2 separate regions of the Hordeum vulgare genome follow, and region 2 is linked to region 1. Evidence: chromatin contacts called from public Hi-C data. All regions are on one chromosome and are shown on one strand. Each heading gives the region's core, a stretch centred on a gene start, on an enhancer-like site or on the middle of the called end of the contact. The rest is flanking DNA. Distances are from core to core; before and after follow the strand shown. Region 1 overlaps LOC123444058 (peroxidase 19-like). Region 2 holds the start of LOC123444060 (ras-related protein RABA1f-like).

Region 1 (2,887 bases), core at 78-2,577:
TATACATTTGTTGTCTACATGAGAAACATTGTTTCTACACATATATCATTTTTAAATGGGTTAATATTTATTTTTTAAAAACTAAAGTTTTTTATAATATATTAGTTTATATTATTTGGACATATAAACAGAAGTAAAAAAATAAAAACTTGGAAGAAAAAAACAATGTTGTGGCCTCCCGCACTTGGGCTGGCCTTTTAGAGAGGCATCTGACATAATAGCACGCTATGGCCCTGTTTGGATACTCTAACTCGGTTAGAGGTTAGAGTTAGATTTTAACCCTGGACTAACTTTGAACTAACTCTAACCAAAGAGGTATTTGGATGATAGGGTTAGATTATTAATAAAAGCGTTTTTTCCAATCATTTGGTTTCTTTAACTAGGATTTGGTGTGGTGGAAGTAGAGTGAAAAGTAACTTTTTCTGGGTCCCACCTAACACTAACCCAAATAAGCATTTTTTGGATGGGTTAGTTTTTTTAGACAACTCTAACCCTCTTATTTGAATGTTTTGGGGTTATTTTGGTTCAATCTAACCAACTATAACTCTAACTCATGGGTCCAAACAGGGTCTATGTCTCGCTAACCTGCGGACAAGATGCTAAATAGAATTTGCGCTTGCTGTTGTAGAGTTGCAATAAAAGAGGACCTGCCATTCTTTTCCTCAAAAACAAAGTAGAAATAAACTGACTCATCATGCCTAAAAAATACTTCCTCAATCCGAAATTACTTGGATAAAAATAAATATAAATGAATGTTTTTAAAATTAAAATATATCTAGGTACATCCATTCGTACAATAAGTATTTCCGGACGGAATGAGTAATACTGCTTGGTCAACATGGCTCAGGAAAGAAATTAACTGAAGGCGGTGATTTTGTGTGCAGGCAGGAGGGCCCTACTACGCGGTGAAGAAAGGAAGGAAAGACAGCAAGGTGTCCCTGGCTGGCAAGGTGCGCGGCAGCCTCCCCCACGCCAACTCCACGGTGGACGAGCTCCTCCGCGTGTTCGCAGCCAAGGGCCTGGGGGCCGCCGACCTGGTGGCACTGTCCGGCGCGCACACCATCGGCTTCGCGCACTGCGCCCATTTCCTGGGCCGCCTCTACGACTTCCGCGGCACCCGGCGGCCGGACCCCTTCATGGACGCGCGGCTCGTGAAGGCGCTGCGCATGACCTGCCCCTACACCGGCGGCAGCGCCCGCGCGGTGGTGCCGTTCGACGTGAGCACGCCCTTCCAGTTCGACCACGCCTACTACGCCAACCTGCAGGCCAGGCTGGGCGTCCTGGGCTCCGACCAGGCCCTGTTCCTGGACGCGCGGACCAGGCCGCTCGTGCTGGAGCTCGGCGCCGACAAGGCCCGCTTCTTCCGGGCCTTCGTCGCCAGCATGGACAGGATGGGCTCCATCCGGGTCAAGAAGGGCAAGAAGGGGGAGGTCAGGAAAATCTGTAGCCACCACCTGTAGATGATGGTCGGTTGTTATTATTATACGGGAATTGATAAGCTCATCTCAGATCTGTTCACGGCTACACGCGGAGTTTGCACAGAGCTCACAAGGGATTTCGTTCCTCTTTTCTTGTGTGTGTCATCGTAAACGTGATCCTGATAGCTAGTGCAGGAAATATGTGCATGTGTGTCTTGTTTTGTTCCCCTCCTTGTGCGTTTCAACAGGCGCACGTCTCCCTGTTAAGTCGGTGGCCTCCTATTTGTTTGATACTATTGTTAACACATGAACACGTGTACCCTTGACATTGAGATGATGCTCACGTTAAAAGAGATCTGATCGACACCACGATACACAAGACTTGAAAACCTGAAACCTCACGCGTCTGGAAGAGACCCCGCGTGGACGCACGATGGCTATGGACTGCCCTAGGACGAACGAGGAAGAAAGAACAAGGAAGAGATGTACAAACTTGGATAAAAAATAGTAGATTTATTTATTCGATTGTGTGTTGTTTCAATCAACCGACACCTCCACTTTATATAAGAGGTGCCTGGACTTTCCGTATAAGTAAATGATTTATCTAGGTTTTTCTTACATTTTTTTTTTACATCAATTCACGTTCTAGAGTTCTAATCTCTTCCACCCGTACCCTCCACGTCGCCTCCCCGGGCGAGGCGACCGGGGCAGCCCCTTCTCCCCCCGCCACCAAACCTCCCCACCCTCCCTCCCTCTCGCCGTTGTTGTCAGTAGGCGCGGCCGGGCGCTTGCTCGCGCGGCGTCGTGAGGCTGACGTTGGCGGCCCTCTTCCTTTTCCCGTCGCGTTTCCCGTCTCGGGCGACGAGTTTCAGTGGCGGTGGGCGGCACAAAGGCGGTGCGGCCCCTTGGCGGCTGGTTGCGGGGCTTGGCCGATGGCGCCATGCTAGCCCAAATATGGGACCGTAGGGCCTTGACCTGGGTCGGGGTCGGCCAGTTCGGTCCCTCACGGGTGGTCCCCGGTTGGTCTGGCGCGTTACGGGCGATGAGGCGGCGGCTACTATGCCGCGTCTGCTGCAATGCGGTGGCGGGGGCTTAACGAGCCCGATCTAGGCCCGACTGGGCAGTTGGTCTAACATGCCCCTGCTCCTATTTCTGGTCTGCTATTGCTGGAGCAGGTGGAGGTTGTCCCCTCCCACGCAGTTGTGGTACTGGTGGTCCCTGTCTACAGTGGTTGTGTCTTAGTCCAACCGGCCTCGCTGCGTTTGTTGTGATGAGACGACGGTGGTGTTACCGTGAATGTGGCGGCGCATGTTGGTGGGTGGTTGGCATGGTGGAGCTAAGGGTTGGTCCTCAACGATGGGTGCGAGGGGTCAGGAGAAATCTTTGTTGGATCTCGCCGGCACCGGTGCGGTGACGCCTGCGAGCGTTGCCACCCTTCCTGAAGGGTGTCGAGTTTACCTCCCCCCAAC
Region 2 (2,985 bases), core at 179-2,678, 540 kb after region 1:
ACCACACCAACCGAGTTTTGACTAAGCCGAGCAGCAGCCGCCCGAGTTCACCGGGGTGACGTCGTCCTTGGCGCCGACGTCGATGGTCTTGCCCCTGGGCGGCGCGGCGGGGTCGTCGCCGATGTCGAGCGCCTTCTTGCTGACGACGCGGTAGATCTCGCCCAGCACCTCGGTGAAGGCGTCCTCCACGTTGGTGGCCTCCAGCGCGGACGTCTCCATGGAGAAGGTGCGGTGGCGCTCCGCGAAGGCCCTGGCCTCCTCCGGCGAGACGGCCCTGAGGTGGCGCAGGTCCGCCTTGTTCCCGACCAGCATCACCACGATGTTGGCGTCCGTGTGGTCGCGCAGCTCCGTCAGCCACCGCTCCGCGTTCTCGAACGTGATGTGGCGCGTCACGTCGTACACCACGAGCGCGCCCACGGCGCCCCGGTAGTAGGCGCTGGTGATGGCCCGGTACCTAGATAGAGAGAGAGAGAGAGAGCCGCATGCAGGTGCAAGCGCGACGCACGTACGTAAAGTGATCAATCAACTTGGTACTGGTGTTAAATGTGGAAATGCTGTTACAAGCAACCAAAAAGAGGCACATTGCATAGCTAAAGATACTTGCGAATGACATGTACAGTTCAGAATGAGTTCATGCTATTGAAATCACAAGCATGGCGAGGGGAAACAAGCCGTCGCAAGTCCTTGAGTTAGTCGATTACTGCTGTACGATCGATCAAGGTAAACTAAACTGAATCGACGACGAGGCGAGCGGCGGAAGAAAGAAAGAGCAAGAGGTGGACAGGCGGAGCAATACCGCATACAGGTGGCGGGCATAACAAAAGAAGAAAGAGCGAGAGGCGGGCATGTGGTACCTTTCTTGGCCGGCGGTGTCCCAGATCTGCGCCTTGACGAGCTTGCCGTCGACGCGGACGGTCTTGGTGGCGAACTCGACGCCGATGGTGGACCTGGTGTCGAGGCTGAACTCGTCCCTGGCGAAGCGCGACAGCAGGTTGGACTTGCCCACGCCGCTGTCCCCGATCAGCACCACCTTGAACAGGTAGTCGTACTCCTCCTCCGCGCGATACGCCACCGCCATCCCCCCTCCTGCTTCTGCGTCGCCGCTGCTCGATCGACCGACGGTTTCCTACGATTTGATCTTGATTTGATCTCGCCCCCCTTCCCGCGCGCCTCCCCTCTCCTCTTCTTGAGCTAAATAGAGCCGCGATAGATACAAAGGCAACGCGGTGCGGTGCGGTGCGATGCGATGAGGCGCGGCGCGTCTCTCTTCTTTCCAGTTGGTTTCGCTTTGGGGAAAAGTATCTCAGGGGGGCTGGGGTGGGAAGGGAAGAAGAGGTCGCGGCGGATGGTGTTGGTTTCGTGGGAGGTGGAGAAGGCCAAGCGAGAGATGACGACGACCATCGATCGACCCGTTGTCCCGGTCCTGGCTTCGTCTCCGTGACCGACCGGGCATGCATCTCTGTACATACATGTGTCAACGACTCCCTCATCTCGCAAAACGATACGTGGAAAATTGAATTTGCGAATATAAGCATGTGCCAGCCTTGACCTGGCTTAGTGTGGTAGCATTCCATTTGCTTCTCCTTTCATTTTCGTGTGCTCGTTTGGCAGTTGCCGCGACTTGCTAGCTGGGATCCTTCCCAGCAAGATTCTCTCCATCAAGTACGACGCATTATTAGCTAGCTAAATAATAAACATTAGGCCAAGAGTTCTAGGGCAAAACTATCTTTTACTTGCACGGTAAAACCACTGAGAAAAAAAAACATGTCTCTGTAAAAAATGAAACAGTGGCAGAATATACACATGTATAATGCACTAAAATTAAGACTAATACTATTACAGATTACAAATAGCAGCGAATCTAAATCCCGGGCTTCTGTTTTTCATCCCAAGTTTGTCTCTCGTGTTTCGACCAAGAACAAACTCATCTATCATTAAGTACACAACATTGTCTTACAAAAACATAAATACCCAAAGCACTAATAGCAAGCATTCAACTGCTGAAAAACTCTTTACTCGGCTCTCTTATCAGCTCTCTTAAATACAGTAAGATTTAGTAATGTACACAGGGAACACACATTTCTGTTTGTTTTAAAGTAACCAACATATATACAGTGTAGTTTCTAGAGATGACACTCTAAGAGTTACTTTCCGATCCACCATATGATACACTGTATGTATGGACAACTGAGTAATAATTTATAAACATTCTACATTTGAATAGAACGATCAACGTTATGTCTGTACAGTTTTTGGAAGCTGAGTTACTCCCCTCACTCACAGGTGAACAACAAATACAGGTAGCAGAATAGTCTACCGCTTCTTATGTACAAAATTGAGCTCAATGTTTGTCGGAAGCAAATAACTGATAAAGATTAATCCTGTTTGTTATCCACTTCTTCTACCCGCAGACAAAGCTGTCGTCTTGCAGACGGGGCATAGGTTCTTTACCGTCAGCCACTGTTTTACGCACTCCGCGTGGTATCTGTGACCACAATCCAGGACTCCAATGCAGTCCTCAGGATGGTACTCCTCCTGCAACATACATAGAGCACACTTCTTTAGAACTACAAGTTGGAATAGATCGGATGCGGTGAGTGTGAAACCAGATTCTCCTGTCATGAACCATCCTGCAAAGTATACATGTTCACACATATCTTCAGGCAGTTGATTCAAGTTGGACAGTATCCAGATTCAAGTTGGGCAGTATCAGTGGCTCCATGTTTCTAAAAGAAGGCTCTCCTATCTTATATCTAATTGATAAATTCCTAATTTATATTTAAATGATACAATTCTAACTTAAGATAAAAGGGTTTATATCACTTGATTGGAACCATGAGCCTAGCACATGGGTGACCGACCCCCATGATATCGCCTTTCTAAATCCAATCGATATTTATAAAGAAGCATGGGTGGCCATATACCAAGCACTGCTATTCTTTAGTAACTTCGTTCTACATGATCATCACCATGCATCGTGTTAGG

What was found. Hi-C and Micro-C count contacts between places; a contact is called where the count stands out from the background.
Region 2: a Hi-C map of seedling shows a contact between it and region 1, with 3 times the contacts expected there. The contact joins the promoter of LOC123444060 here to the enhancer-like site in region 1. A contact is called at or near these places in 1 of 6 Hi-C or Micro-C datasets (seedling) and 1 of 1 datasets of contacts at active chromatin or transcription factors (embryo).

Annotation. Positions count from the first base shown.
Region 1 is chr3H:419,496,419-419,499,305 of MorexV3_pseudomolecules_assembly, forward strand. LOC123444058 (peroxidase 19-like) reads left to right here. Exons shown (of 3, transcript XM_045120662.1): 3 at 885-1,725. The coding sequence ends at 1,460. Among protein-coding and RNA genes, the nearest start is that of LOC123444058, 8.6 kb to the left of the region's middle. Within about 2 kb of position 1,328, at least 3 of the 3 cell types and tissues checked have open chromatin away from gene starts, as enhancers often do. A contact at or near this core is called in seedling, where this site is marked.
Region 2 is chr3H:420,036,362-420,039,346 of MorexV3_pseudomolecules_assembly, forward strand. LOC123444060 (ras-related protein RABA1f-like) reads right to left here and starts at 1,429. Exons shown (of 2, transcript XM_045120666.1): 1 at 855-1,429; 2 at 1-454. The coding sequence starts at 1,078. The coding sequence ends at 22. LOC123444061 (probable E3 ubiquitin-protein ligase ZFP1) reads right to left here. Exons shown (of 8, transcript XM_045120667.1): 6 at 2,452-2,535; 7 at 2,187-2,210; 8 at 1,993-2,185. The coding sequence ends at 2,138.